2 separate regions of the Sus scrofa genome follow, and region 1 is linked to region 2. The links are chromatin contacts, called in public Hi-C maps. All regions are on one chromosome and are shown on one strand. The core of a region is the stretch at or near the end of the contact, and the rest is flanking DNA. Distances in the headings are between cores, read along the strand shown.

Evidence for each region. A called contact is a pair of places that touch in the nucleus more often than the background predicts.
Region 1: a contact with region 2 is called in a Hi-C map of fetal heart ventricle, with 2.7 times the contacts expected there. The contact joins two enhancer-like sites.

What each region holds. Positions count from the first base shown.
Region 1 is chr11:6,270,784-6,278,564 of Sscrofa11.1, forward strand. All of the region lies in intron 4 of MTUS2 (microtubule-associated tumor suppressor candidate 2), which reads left to right. Among named protein-coding and RNA genes, the nearest start is that of MTUS2, 240 kb to the left of the region's middle. Within about 2 kb of position 4,853, at least 7 of the 83 cell types and tissues checked have an H3K27ac peak or open chromatin away from gene starts, as enhancers often do.
Region 2 is chr11:6,138,591-6,145,909 of Sscrofa11.1, forward strand. The region is part of intron 1 of MTUS2 (microtubule-associated tumor suppressor candidate 2); the gene reads left to right. Among named protein-coding and RNA genes, the nearest start is that of MTUS2, 100 kb to the left of the region's middle. Within about 2 kb of position 1,526, at least 2 of the 83 cell types and tissues checked have an H3K27ac peak or open chromatin away from gene starts, as enhancers often do.

The DNA.
Region 1 (7,781 bases), core at 3,603-6,102, 140 kb after region 2:
ATGTAAATGATTCCAGTAGAGTACAATACCTGCAGAAGAAGAGACAGGAAAAAATGAAGCATATATAAAATCCAGTGGCCACTTCATAACCAATAAGAAGGCTACTATTAAGAAAACATAGGAGTTCCTGTTGTGGCTCAGTGCGTTAAGAACCTGGCTAGCATCCATGAGGATGCAGGTTCGATCCCTGGCCTCACTCCGTGCGATCTGGCGTTGCCACACGTTGTGGCATAGGCCACAGATGCGGCTCAGATCTGGCGTTGCTGTGGCTGTGGTATAAGCCAGTGGCTACAGCTCAGATTTGACCCCTAGCCAGGAAATTCCAGATGCCGCAGGTGTGGCCCTAAAAAGAAAAAGAAAAAGAAACAAACAAAAAACCATGGAGTAAGTGTTGGTGAGGATGTGGAGAGACGGGAATTCCTGTGCGTTGCTGTTACGAATGTAAAATGGTGCGGTCACTGTGGACAGCAGTCTGGTGGTTCTTTAAAAAAAATGAAAATAGAATTACCATGTGATCCAGCAGTCTGCTTCTGAGTATACATCCCCAAAAGAACTAAGCATGGTGCTGAACAGATATTTGTACACCCACGTTCGTAACACCACTCGCTATCACAATCGTCAAAAGATGGAAGCAGCTCAAATGCCCAGTGATGAATGGGTGGATGGGTGAGCAAAAGGTGGCACATACCTGTCATAGAATGTCAAGCAGGAGTTCTCGTCGTGGCGCAGTGGTTGACGAATCCGACTAGGAACCATGAGGTTGTGGGTTCGGTCCCTGCCCTTTCTCAGTGGGTTAACGATCCGGCGTTGCCATGAGCTGTGGTGTAGGCTGCAGACGCGGCTCGGATCCCGCGTTGCTGTGGTGGCTCTGGCATAGGCCGGTGGCTACAGCTCCGATTTGACCCCTAGCCTGGGAACCTCCATATGCCGCGGGAGCGGCCCAAAGAAATAGCAAAAAAAAAAAAAAAAAAAGAATGTCAAGCAGCCTTAATGAGGAAGGGGATGCTACAACGTAGACAGACCCTGGAAGCATCATGCTAAGTGAAATAAGCCAAACAAAAGATGACAAATACTGTACAATTCCACATAGATGACTGCTTAGAATAGTCAGAATAGAGTGGTGGTTGCCAGGCGCTCTGAAGGCCGGGGTGGGGGGCGGAGAAGGGGAGCTGTTTAATGAGTATAGAGTCTCAGTTTTGCAAGAGGAGGCGTGTTCCGTGGATGGTGGTGATGGTTGCACAGCAGTGCCAACGTGCTCGTGCCACAGAACTGTGGGCTTGAGAATGAGTAAGACGGTAAATTTCACGTCGTGTGTATTTTAGCACAGTTTAAAAAGGAATCTAAAAGAATCTGGGGAGAGCCGGTGACCTAGTAACCACTAAGGAGATAAAAAACTGGATCAGATGGGCCAGGAGGTCATTTTGATGTTGTTCTGATGACGTCAGGGCAGCTGGCAGAGCCAGTGCAGCATCAGGTGTGACATCCAGTTGTGGGAGCGTCCTATGTGTAAACACCCTGAATCAGCACGAGGCCTGCGTATGTAATAGGCGCCTTGTTCAGCTTCTTGAGCAGCTTCATTGATTTAAAAAGGAGTAGCTGCTCCAGTAGTTTGCAGCTCAACCCAAGAAACTCTTGGAGTTGCCAGGCAACCCATGACTGCTGTCAGCGGGAGCCAATCTGACATTAATTTTGTAATCGCCTAAAACGATAGAAGAAATGTTCATTCTAAATGTTTTCATTTCTACCTGCGCTGATGAAAAATGCCATCACCTAGATTGTCTAGTGCTGCAATGATCCCACATGGACAGCGTGTCACGCAGCAGCTCCTACATTTTGTCTTTTTGCCAAAGTGTCTTCCAGGAGACCAGGTGATACCTGCTGCCAGATTCACGCCGCGAGGGCTGAGCTTTCTGCATCCGAGATATTCTAAGTCACTCAGCAAAATGACGCCACACCAAGGCGAACTTTCCTTTAATGATGATTTTTTTTTTTTTTTAATCCAGAGGATGTCTTTTGGTTAAGTTTAGGGGAAAAAAGGCAGCAGTGAGATTGCTCATTGTACTTCGTGTGCGGAGTATCAGAACAGGTCTAAACGAGAGAGCTTTGTATTTGAAGTGTTCTGGTTCTAATGCCTGCAATCCACAAATGCTGAGCCAGGAGGAGATATTCAGAATTATAGTGATTCAACTGGATTGGCCAAAGCTCACATTCAGAAGAGAAGAGAGTCTTTTTCCTTCCAAAGCAAGATCTGCACGTTTTACTGGGACCCCAACCTTGAGGTATTTGACTGACTGTATCTGGAGCAGACGAGGGAGGACCAGAGTTAAGCATGTGAATTGTTCTGACTCAGTTTCTTTCTCCAAATGCCCAGATCCAGTTGGGGGTGGTGCTCCTGGTACCTGGACTTGCTGGCTGTCTTTCCTGGGCATCCGAGTGGCTGATGCATCTGGTACCCTGTCTTCTCAGCTCCTTGCCTGTGTGACCCCAGCGAACCTCAGTTCCATTCTGGCAGCTACCACCAACAGTCCCGGGAACCTTGCTGTCTGGGTCCCTTTGTGCCATCCTTGCTCCTTCCCCTCCCACCCCATTTCCCACCACGGCTGTGCCAAACCTCCCCCAGTCTCTGGAGTTCTGCTCACCTGCTGTCCAGCCCTCTCTCTCTCTCTCTCTCTCTCTCTCTGTGTGTGTTTGTCTGGAGCTCTTTCTTTCCTGTTTCTGTCCAAACCTAAAGTAATTTCCCCACCTGCGCCCTCGACTCCAGCTTCTCCCACAATACACAGACCCCTTCTCTGGTGAGAAGGCCTGGCTTGGCATCCCACCTGTGGGCTTAGGATCAACCAGACCTTAGGAAGCTAGTTGGCCTTTCTGTACACGAGCTTCTAATCAGCAAAATGTGGGTAGTGGTCCCTGTGTCACAGGGTGACCGTGAGGATGAGGAAGGGATGTGTGGGAAGCAGGTTGAAGAGGGCATGGCAGGGAGTCAGTGTCCAATCAGCATTCAGTGATGGGATGCCCAGCTTCAGCATCTTCTCTTCTCTCCCAAGGACACTGGCTCTGGGACCTCGGGGGCCCCATGCTTGTGCCCACCTGCTTCCTGTCCACGCCCCAACCCAGTGGCCCAGCTTCTTTACTTGTTCTCCAGTCTTTCAGTCTTACTAGCACCTTACTGCACGTTTTACTGGGACCCCAACCTTGAGGTATTTGACTGACTGTATCTGGAGCAGACGAGTGAGGGTCCCCCCCCCGACCTCCCCTCCATGATGGTCAGTTTCACATGTCAGCGGGGCTGGGTGGTAGCACCCCGTGTGCCCTCAGACGCTAATCCGGGCCTCACAGGGGGAGTGTTTGGGAGGCGCGGTTGACGTCTGTAGTCAGTTGACTTGGAGGGAAGAGCACGGATTATCCCCCGTCACCTCTGTGGGCCGCATCCCGTCATTTCAGAGGCCTTCAGTGCAGAACTGAGGCTTCCCTGAGGGGCAAGAAGAAGTCTGCCCCCAGACTGCGACGTCCATTCCTGCCTGGGCGTTCCCTCCCTCCGGTGGGCGCAATGGATTTTGGACTTGTCTCCTGCCCCCCACTGCTGTGCAAGTCAGTTGTTTGTTTGTTTGTTTGCTTGCTTTTTAGGGCCGCACCTGCGGCATAGGGATCCCAGGCTTGGGGTCCAATTTGAGCTGTGGTTGCCAGCCTACACCACAGCAATGCCGGATCCTTAACCCACTAAGCAAGACCAGGGATCAAACCCTCATCCTCATGGATACTAGTCGGGTTCATAATCCGCTGAGCCACAACAGTAACTCCCCAAGTTTCTCGAAAGAACTGTGTGTGTGTGTGCATGAGTGCCTGAATGTTTATAAATTATATATTCATTATAATAAGAATATATAATAATATAAACTCATACTCTCCCACACATGTCCACATCCGTGTTCCTGTCCTGCTGGCGCAGTCACCCAGCGCACACACCGCCTGGCGCCCTGTTTGCTTCTGAGTCTCCTCTGCTCTGACAGCTGCAGGCAGGCAGGAGCTGCGTCTCTCCGTGTGCCGGTCCCAGAACTCATTCACCTTGAAGGAATGAATAATGGAAACGTCCTTCAGAATGTGTAACGGGCTGTGTCCTTGAGTACACTGAAAACGGTTATGTAAAGTGGAATAACTCTCCCAATAGGCAGGCAACTTCCCGTCGCCCGTGTAGACAGAGTCTACATGGAACGCATCTCCCGTGGCCCGTCTCAGCCTTATGGGCTCTGGCTTCTGCCCTCACCTTCTCCTTCACCCGCCGGCCTCAGAGATAGAGTCAGTCATTTGTTTGAGGTCGTGGCTTGTTTATTTCACTTCCTTGCGACCCGCTTCGGGTTTAGCTCTTTCATTTCCCTACACATGCAGCATTTGGATGGAAGAAGATCACAACCAGTGGAACATTGGGTGACCTTTTTTTTGCCTCCTTCATCCTTCATTAGTATTCTTTGCTTTCTAGAATTGGATTCTTTGAACGTTCTGGCGAGAGGTCTGTTCTGAGACCCCGGCTGAGGCCGGACGAAGGTGCTGGTGTGGGTTTGTGAGGCGTATCTCCGCTAGAGTCCTGATTTCTCCATAGTGTTGCTGCACAGCACTGAAAAGTCCAGTTTGGAAGTTGCAGTGCGCTGAGACTTGTTTCTGCTCTTACTTCATTGGATTGATGGGTCTGGCGTTAACCCAATCTCTGCTTTTCTTCCTGATGCTGCTGAGAGGACCACCAGTCCTCAGAAATCATCTCTCGCCCTGCCAGCGCTGATAAGGATCCGGTTTCGGAGCTGGCGTGGTGTCTGTGAGACAGTCAGGGCCGCTTGGCTTCCTTCCCACATGACCTCATGGATTTGGTCAAAGTTGGAACATGCGGAGACCGTGAACTCAGGCAGTTCCCTGGACTGTTTGGATTCAGAGACACTTGAGGGAGCTAAAAATAGCTTCGCAGGGAGAGGAGTGTGGTGGGCACTTTCCCTTTTGGAAGGAGCTCTGCTCCCTCTGTCTCCTGAGTCTGGGGAAACTGTCCTGCTTCCAGTCCCAGGGGAGCCACTGTGTGACCAGACAGGGGAGGTCAGTGTCCGGTGTCCTTCAAGGATCCTGCCCGGCCGTTGTGCTTCCCCAGCCCCAAGGGAGAGGGGCTCAGCAGCAAAGCAGGGTGGAGGGAGCTGAGCCCCAGGGGACTAGTGGCGCGTTAGAGGAATACCCTCAATCCAGGACTGAGCGTGCAGGAGGTGGGGTGGTGGCTCCGGGGACGAGGGCAAAGAGAGGCTCGGGCTGGGAAGGTGGTTTTGAGCTTGAGTCATTGAGTGGGACACTGAGCAGTGAATGTCTGCGCTGAGAGAGGAGCTTTGTGCGCTCATCTCCCCGTGCCAGTTGACAAGGGATAGCTATTGTGATCACCACACAAAGTCTGAAGGGGAGAGCTCGGATTTTAAATTGAGTTTCTTCATCTTGGCAGCAGCTTAGGCCGGTTTTAGCTGCACAGAAAGAATGTGAACGCAGAGCTGGACAGTGTGGCGTGAATCCCAACCATGTGACTTGGCAGTTGTGACGTCACCTGTGCTTTCAGTTCCCCAAGTAGAAAACGGGGTTAATAATGCCATCCTTCCTGCTACACAGTGTGGTTTTAGAGATGGACGGTACAAGGAAAGAAAATTACAGGCCCATATTCCTGATGAACATAGATGCAAAAATCCTCAACAACATGGCAGCAAATGGAATTCAGGAGCACGTTAAAGTGATGATACACTGTCCTCAGGAGGGATTCATTCTAGGAATGCAGGGGTGGTTTAGCAAACCCAAATCAGTCGATGCGATCCACCGCATTAATTGCATGAAGGATGAAAACCGTATGAGGATTTCAACAGATCATCATGGCAGAAAACAACTTGGCAAAATTCAACATTCCTTTGTGATAAAAAAAAAAAAAATCAGCTCTCACACATAGGTATGGAAATGACACACGTAACCATAATAAAAGCCCATATATGAAAAGCCCACAGCTCACATCAGCTAACATCGTACTCAGTGATGAAAAGGTAAAAGCGGAGTTCCCTGGTGCTCTGGCAGGTAAGGATCTGGTATTGCCACTGCTGTGTCTCAGGTTCAGTGCCTGGGCTGGGAACGTCCGCATGCTGAGGGCATGGCCAAAGATAATTATTTAATTAAACAATTTCAAAGGGCCTCTTTTAAGGGGAAAAAATAAAAGCGTTAAAGCCTTTTCTCTAAGATCAGCAACCAGACACAAATACTCAATCTTGTCATTTCTATTCAGCATGGTACTGGAAGTACCAACTAACCATAGTAAAAGAAAAAGAAAGAAAAGACATTCGAATCAGAAAGGAAGAAGTAAAATGATCTCTGTTTGCAGACGACATGATATTACATATAGAAAACCCTAAAGGCTTCATAAAAAACCATTGGAACTAGTGAATGAATTCAGTAACATTACAGGATGCAAGATCAACATACAAAAATTAGTGTTTCTATACACTAACAGTGAACTACCTGAAAGAGAAACTAAGAAAGCAATCCCATTTTCAAAACCATCAAAAATAAATAAATGCTTTTTCTTAAATTTAGCCAACTTATTTAACCAGTAAATTTAACCAAGGAGGTTCATTCAGTGCACAAGACCCGTACTCTGAGAATTAGAAGACATTGATGAAAGAAACTGAAGAAGACGCGAATAAATGGAAAGATATTCCATGGTCATGGGTTGGAGGAATTAATACTGTAAAAATGTCCTTCCTCCTCGAAGTGACCTGCAGATCCAATGCAGTCCCTGTCAAAATTCAGTGGCATTTTGGTCAGGAATAGAAAATACTATCCTAACATTTGTGTGGAACCACAAAGGACCCCAAATTGTCAAAGCAACGTTGCTAAAGAAAGAAGCCGGAGGCCTCACACTCCTTGATTTCAAGCTATGTTACAAGGATGTCATTAATCAAAACAGTAGGATACTGGCAGATGTACAGACACCATGTGTACATGACCATTTACTTATGACAGAGGAGCCAAGACTAGGCAGTGGGGAAAGGACACCCTCTTCAATAAGTGATGTTGGGAAACTAGACAGCCGCATGTGGAAGAATGCAACTGGGCCCCATCTCACACCACATGCACAAACAGTGGTTCAAAATGGATTAAAGGCTTGAGTGTAAAACCTGAAACCATAAAACTTTTAGAAGAAAACATGGGGGGTAATCCCCTTGATATCAGTCCTAGCAGTGATATTTCGGATTTGACACCAAAAGCAAAGGCAACAACAAAAATAAGCAAGTGAAATGTCCATCGACAGATGATTGGATTAGGAAGATGCAGTACACACACACACACACACACACACACACACACACAATGGAATACTACTCAGCCATAAAAAAGAACAAAATAATGCCATTTGCAGCAATGTGGATGGAACTAGACTCTCATCCTGAGTGAAGTAAGTCAGAAAGAGAAAGACAAATACCATATGATATCACACATCTGGAATCTAATATAGGGCACAAATGAACCTTTCCACAGAAAAGAAAATCATGGACTTGGGGAATAGACTTGTGATTGCCAAGGGGGAGGGGGAGGGAGTGGGATGGATGGGGTGCTCGGGGGTAACAGATGCAGATTATTGCCTTAGGAATGGATAAGCAGTGAGATTCTGCTGTGTAGCACTAGGAACTCTGTCTAGTCACTTATGATGGAGCATGATTATGTGTGAAAAAAGAATGTATACATGTATGTGTAACTGGGTCACCGTGCTGTACAGTAGAAGAAAATGT
Region 2 (7,319 bases), core at 276-2,775:
GTTGACCACTGCGCCAGAACAGGCACGCCTCTAAGAGGGCTTTATGTGTTATTGATAATAGGATTTTTTTGAACATTTTATTGCAACTATTTTTTCCAAATCTATTGTTTGTATGTACACTTTCCTTTGTTACCTTTTGCTCTATAAATGTTTTAAGTTTTCATATAGCAAAACACACCTTTTGTGTTTCTTTGTTTTCAAAGATAAGGTCTCCATTTTTAGGTTGTACATACAGTCCCCTGACTGTCTCTTAAGAGCTTATTCATTTATTTTTGGCTTCTAGCCTTTCTGTGTAATTTATTTTTACATATGCTGGAAGAAAATTGTTTTGTTCTAAATAGACAGCTGAAAGTGCCAGCACTGTTTATGGAAATTAAAAAGTATTTAAGGGAGAGTTGAGACTTCCCTTATCAGACTAGGGTGGAACCGAATAGAGACTCCAGAAGTACCCAGTACAAGTAAGATTCTAACACATTTGCATTTGATATATGACAAGGTGATCTTAAACAAATAGAGCGCTCTCTTTGTTTTACCCATTTTCTTAAAATTTCAGGGGAAGAAGGAATTTTCAGAATGCATTCATTTTCCCTAACGACGTGGATGAATTTTTATGCCCTTTGCCTACGAGTTCTGCAGAAAAATATGGAGTCTTGACTCAAGAAATTCTCAGTGGCTTGTCTTCAGTGTAGTTCAGTGAATGTGACAGTGAGACCTCGTTTCCTGGCTTTGCACCAGAAGTGCTGACAAGTCTGAGTTAGAATCCCAGTGAGTCGTTTCTTAATTTCAAAGCATCGCAAATGCCACAGACTGCTCGAGCTTGCTGGCCTGAGAAACAAAATCAAATTGCTGCTCCCCACGAGCACCTCTCCCGTGATCCGTGTGCCCGGAGCCTTTGGCCGTGGGTCCTGAGTGAACGTGGCTGGGTGGCTCAGGAGGGAGGCGCCATCATGGCTCATCGATGTACCCGCAGTGACCAGCATGGCAGTGCGAGAGGTTCTGGGTAGGAAGGAAGGGGTTGTGCTGGGATCTCCTTGAAGACCGCAGATCTCCTTCGGGTGGGGCTTGGAAGCACATGTGTGATTTTGAGCAGGTGGATCTGGGGCAGGGGGCAGAGTGGCCTTCTAGGACCACGAGCAGGTGCGTGTGCGTGGTGGCTGGAGGAGCAGACATGGTCAGAGAGGGAGGGAAGAGGTGAGCAGAGTTGGGTCCTAGTGTGGGGGCCTCAGAGGGGACTGAGTTGTCTCTGAAAGTGTTCCTCCAGGGTGGGTGGGCTGGAGAATATCCAGGAGTCTCTTCATAACCCCGACTTCGTCTCTCATGTGCTCCATTGACGGTCCCTAAAACAGCCACCATTTCCTGAACAATGCCTGGTGCCCAGCTTCATTAGGCACTTGACAGATGAAAGTGCTCTAAAGTCAGTGGCTAGATGGAAATTTTACAGGTCAGAAAACTGAGGTGTGAGAGACCGACTTTCTGCATGCAGCGTTTATTTGCAGATTCTGACTCTGGTCTGCCTGACTCTGGGTCCAAAGGCTGTGTCCTCTGTGACCTGCCACACCGTCTCCTAACTCCCTTCTGGGTCTGCGTCCCTGAAACCTGCCTGAAACCGAACGATTTTTGTGAAGGTTCCCACGGTGTAGGTCATATTATGGATTATGCATCCCAGGGATGATTAAATTGCCTTTAAAAATAAAATATTCAATGCACACTCAAGGCAGATTTTTAAAATATCTAGAGAGGGCTTTTGTGTAGCATGGCCTTCAAAGCAGGCCCTTGTCTTCTTAGTGCTGCCCTCCACCCACCAGAGCCAGCCAGCTAGGAGGGATGTGGTGGCCCACTTAGGCTATCTTTAATTGCTCACTAAAAATAGCTTAATGATGCTGCCATAAAAAGACTCTGATATAACTGAGGGGCTTGGTGTGACCCATATGTAGGATGTTTTTCTAGGTGTCTGTATCCAGGAACACTGATGCTTGCCTATGAGATGGTTTTCACTGCTGGAAAGTGGGGCTTCATTTCCAGACAGTCATTTCTCGCCCCCACCTCCGTTCAGACCCCACTGTCTCCATCATTCCTGCCTGTGCTCATCCGTGATGAGGTTCTAGGTGCCACTGTTGCTCTCACATCCCGGCGATATTTCCACCCTCCACCTGACCTGGCGCTGAAAGACACGTGCAACCTGCTGACCAGTCTGACGCCGTAAGAAGTCCGGCACAGGCGTGGATGGTGTGCCCCTTTCCCCAGGCAGCCGTGGAAACCTGGGCGCTTTGCTCTCCCCTGGGCATCGAGGCGTTTTCCATGTTGCAGTGCTAGACCATCTCTGCTGCAGTTCTCACCAGCCTTTGCCACCCGCACCCCAACCCCTCTGGGGTTCTCTCCCTGCCCAGGTCGGAGGGCTTCCATGTCAGCTCAGTGTGGCTGCAGCAGCCCAGGGCTCCTCTGGTTTTCTCGCTGCCCCACCCCTGCTAAAGGCTGGGTTCCCACCGTTGTGTGGAGCATCCCACCAAGGCTCGTAGCCCTAGTTCCCAAGTCTCCCTTTTCAGACAGTGGACTCCAGTCGAATTGGAGACTTGAAAGGTCAGGAGGATTGCACTGAAAGGAGAGAGACTGGCGGGTAGAAAACACACGGCGTAAAGCCCCGGAGTCTGGGGAGTGTGCATGGGTAGTAAAAGAAGAGAAAACCAGGGGTTCCCGTCGTGGCTTAGAAATGAATCCAACTAGGAACCATGAGGTGGCGGGTTCGATCCCTGACGTTGCTCAGTGGGTTAAGGATCCGGCATTGCTGTGAGCTGTGGTGTAGGTTGCAGATGCATCTCAGATCTGGTGTTGCTGTGGCTGTGGTGTAGGCTGGCAGCTACAGCTCTGATTTGACCCCTAGCCTGAGACCCTCCATATGCCATGGGTGTGGCCCTAAAAAGCCAAAGAAAAAAAGAAGAAAACCCCACCACCCAACCAGATGCCATGATGTTGGAAGATCAAAGGGAGAGGGAGGGGTCGGGAGAGGGAGTGTTGGAAGCTGTCATGGGGAGACTGGGTCAGTGAGCTTGTGGGGACCCGGGGGAAGGGGCTGCCCTGGAGAAGGGGCCGCTAACGCCTGTGATCTTGGCTCTGCATTCACCTTTCCACATGTGCTAAAAACTCACATCCTACCGAGAACGCTGGGTTTGGAGACACTGAGGTGTCCAACGAGAGCAAACGTCCCCTCAGTCCTTTGGTCCACGGATGGTGGTAACTTGAGAACAGTGCTGGTGTCCTGTTCCTTCATGGAGCGGCAGTCTTTCCTTGGACATACAAATCAACAACAGTCATGCTGTTCGGCATTCATTGAATATTTGCGCTCTGTTCCACTGTGGTTTTTCTCTCCAAAGTTTATCAAACCTCAGGAGTGTGGGGGCTGTTTTCCTTATATTCGATGAAGAAAATAAGCAGGTAACTTGCCAAGGCCACAGAGATGAGTTTAGAACGGACAGTCTTCCTTGGGACCTGGTTGGGCACGCAGCCTGCCGTCCGACGTCGGGCACTGATTCTGAATGCCACGGAGTGCAGGAATGTCGTGTTCCGTGTTTTGTGATACGCATGTAGGAGAAGGCACGAGACTGAGTGCTGATGTCACCCTTTGCCCAACCCTTAACCCTGGCAACTTGCAAAGATGTCCCTCTGGCACATGCTCCCTGAGCACAGCGCACGTCCTGAAACTAACAGGTGCCACGGCCCGTTGTATGCGAAGCGTCAGCTTTGGTTATACTCAACCTATAATAAAGTAAGAAAAAGTTTCCGTGTGTGTACTAAGTATCTGCATTGAATTGCTCTTCCTGCTTCATTATCCCGGGAGTTTGGCATCCGCAGTCTCCAGCTTGCCTGTCATCTACGTCAGACCTCCTTCCGAGCAGTGGGTTTGTAGAGGCCCCAGGAGAACATGTTCCCGGGGTCTGTAGCTGGCCTGGGTCCCCTGTTTTCCTGCAGGCTCTGCTTCTTGCTCTGATCTCGAGGAAGGTGCGCTGACCTTGGAGTTGCGGCCGTGCTTCAGGTCACTGCAGGTCGATTGTTGTCCAGCTTCAGCTGAGTGGGAAACGATGAGGGAAGGGGCAGCCCGCTGAAGGGACGTTGGAGTAGCCCAGAGAGATGTGCAGATTCGTATCTGTTTACTCTTGTTTAAAAGTAGCCCTCAGAGACTTGACTGATTTCTCAGGCTGCGGGTGAAAAGGTGTGGGGTTCTCTGGAGGCAGCGGCACTGATGAGATGAGACGTGGAACAAGGAGCCGGCGGTCACGGGGGCTTCCGAAACTGGGTCAGCAGGACCCGTGTAATGTGACGGAGGAGTGCTTATCACATAGTAAACTCAAAACAAATCTTGTGGAATAAATAAATATATAACTGTGGATATTTTATTGTTGAAGCTTTTGTCAGAAAGGCTAAACGAATTCCAGTGGCTTCTGTTTCAGGTGGATAAGGAAATGCCTTTTCACTTTAAAGCTACTTCTAGTCTAAGATTTACTAAAATTTTTATTACAAATTTTGTTTTAAAAAAAGCTGGACTTTGGTCTCTGGGAAAATGCTGTAGGCCCACTTTTCCGCATTCTTCTCAAGTGTAACTAAGACTCTGTACTTTATTCCAGGTGTACCAGGGCTCCTACTTTCTCCACATCCTCCCCAGTGTTTGCTGTCTTTCGGTTTAACTTATTTTGGGATCCCACCCATCCTAGCGGGCGAGGTGGGAGCTCCTTGTGGCTTTGACTTGCATGTCCCTAATGGCCCTTTGCACGTCTTCCTTGGAGAAATTTTCCTCAAACCTGCCAGTCGTTTTTCTTGGTCACTGCTGCAGCCACAATACCTAAGCAGTTCCTGGCATCTGGGGGGCACTCACATAGTTTTTGAACTCTTGTAAAGGATGGCGAATGCAGGTGTGTCTACAGACTTACAATTGATGATGGAGCTGATTCCGTCGCCACTCTCTGTGCTTTGGGGGTTAGTGTGCTAGCAGCACAGGGAAGTTCCCAGGCTAGGGGTGGATTGGAGCTGCAGCTGCCAGCCTCCACTACAGCCACGGCAGCAGTGGAGCCAAGCCACATGCTCAGCCTACACCGCAGTTTGCGGCAACACTGAGCGAGGCCGGGGATCAAACTCGCATCTTCACGGATGCTATGTCAGACTCTCAACCTGCTGAGCCACAGGGGTTTTCTGGATTTTTAATGCTTGATTTTGGGTTAGAAGAACCCAGGTGCCCAAGGTCTCATTACCTGTAGTAACAGCTGGCCTTTCTGGATGGTACGATTTTGAACAGAATCAGTGCATCCCCGAGCTCCAGCCCCCTCCTCTTGGCAGGGTCTCTGCTGTGCGTGCGTGTCTGTCGGATTGTCACATATGTTCTCTCAGTCTTGCTGTGGCTCCCGTTTTAGAAACGCGCGGCTTGCGTGCGACTGCTCCCTTAGTGGAGGAGCGGCACCAGGACTGCAGCCACCCTGTGGCGGTTGAGTGTCCCTTTCCATTCTAGTGACCGAGGGCCGAGTCGCTTCTTACCGCCACTGGTCGCAGGGAGGTTCAGGTGGGTAGTTGCCATTTATTACCCGCACTCTTCTACCCTACGGTCCATGTGACGCCTCCTTAGAGGTCACACAGTTCTTTCAATAAACCCCATCTTTTTTGGAGCCTCTGGAGGGAGGCAGGGGTGACAGCTGGGGCCCCATCCCATGCACGGGGAACCACAGTGTGTTCCTGAAGTCATTATTCAAGTTCTGTTTGTATCAGTGGGGCTGGATCTTGAGTCTCTGCGGTGGGATTTAACGTGTGCTCCGTGGTCCGTTTTCCACCCCACCTGCTGTCTTAGGTCGCAGTGATTCCGTCGGAGGCCGCTATTGGGCTGTAATCCTGGTTAGGGGACAGGGTACCCGGAGGCCTCCAGGCTTGGAATGTTTACAGCTCAGAACCCCGTGGCTGTGTGATTGACTGACTGGTCAGGGTTCTCCAGAGAAGCAGAACCAACAGGGTGTGCGTGTGTGTACCTGTAAAGAGAAAGATGCATTTCACGGAATCGGCTCGTGGGATGGACGGGGCTGATAAGCCTAAAATCGGCAGGGTGGACCGACAGGCTAGAGACCCAGGGAAGGGTCAGGATTGCAACTCGTCTGAAGGGCAGCTGGAGGCAGAATTCCATCCTCCTTGGCGGTGTAGCCGTCTTTCCTCTTAAGGCCTCCAAATGATGGATGAGGCCCAGCCACCTCATGGTGGGTCTTGTGCTTGACTCATTATCTACTGATTTAGGTGTTAATCTCATCTAAGAAGTATCTTCACAGCAAGGTGGAGACTAGTGTTTGACCAAAAACTAGATGGCACGGTGCAGCCAAGTTGATGCCAAAAATCAAACGTTACCTTGGCCAGCTTAGCTAGTACTCAAAATCTGCATCTTTACAAAGAGAATTCTAGTAGGTTTGGTTTGAAAATGAAATGTTTATACTTCCCCGGCATTGTTAACCAAATAACGGTAATGAAATAAAGTCATGCTTAAAAGCAAGAGTCTCTACTCATGTGGTTATTTCGATGAGCCCTACAAATCCCAATTAGTGAATTAAAGAGATACCCTGCCCTTTTGGTATCAGTACCAAAAATAATAAAAACTTAGGAGTTTCTAGAAAATTCTGTAGCTGCTGAGAGGAGGGGATTCTCGTGGTCACAGTCTTCATTTTAGAGATTTGCTCAGAGATGTTCTCTTTCCTTGCACACCTCAGATCAGTTGCTTGGGGTGTTTTCATTAACTCTTAATTCAAGAATCGACTCTCCTCTTTGAACACTCCTCAACCTCAGACGTTGTTTGATGCTCGGCACCACCAACCTAGGTCTGTGCTCTGTGGAAATAATATCCATCCTGAAAGATTTAAGAAGTTTACAGATTACACATTGTCTCTCGATTTGGGGGATCATCTTCCTCAGGGGAAACCCATAGAAGCTGCATTTATTGAGAGTGGTAGCAAAATTCCCCTGATTACATGGGGTTCATGTGAGTAAGTCCTGCACACGATTCCCATGGTCTGGCAGTAATACGATTACAGTAGCAATTCCGTGTACTAGCCATCATGGACTAAGCCTGGAAACTCCCCACAAAACACACCAGGCACGATACTTCCACTGTGTGGAAATAGTAATTCAAATAGTTACTGCCTTAAGCCCATCATGGGTCGGAGTGGGGAGCATCATTGGTCAGACAGATGAGTGTTTTTAAAAATGGAGGTGCAGTTGACTGTAACATTGTGTTAGTTTCAGGTGTACCGCATGCTGATTCAGTGTTTGTGTACATTGAAGACATCACCACAAAAAGTCTAGTTAAC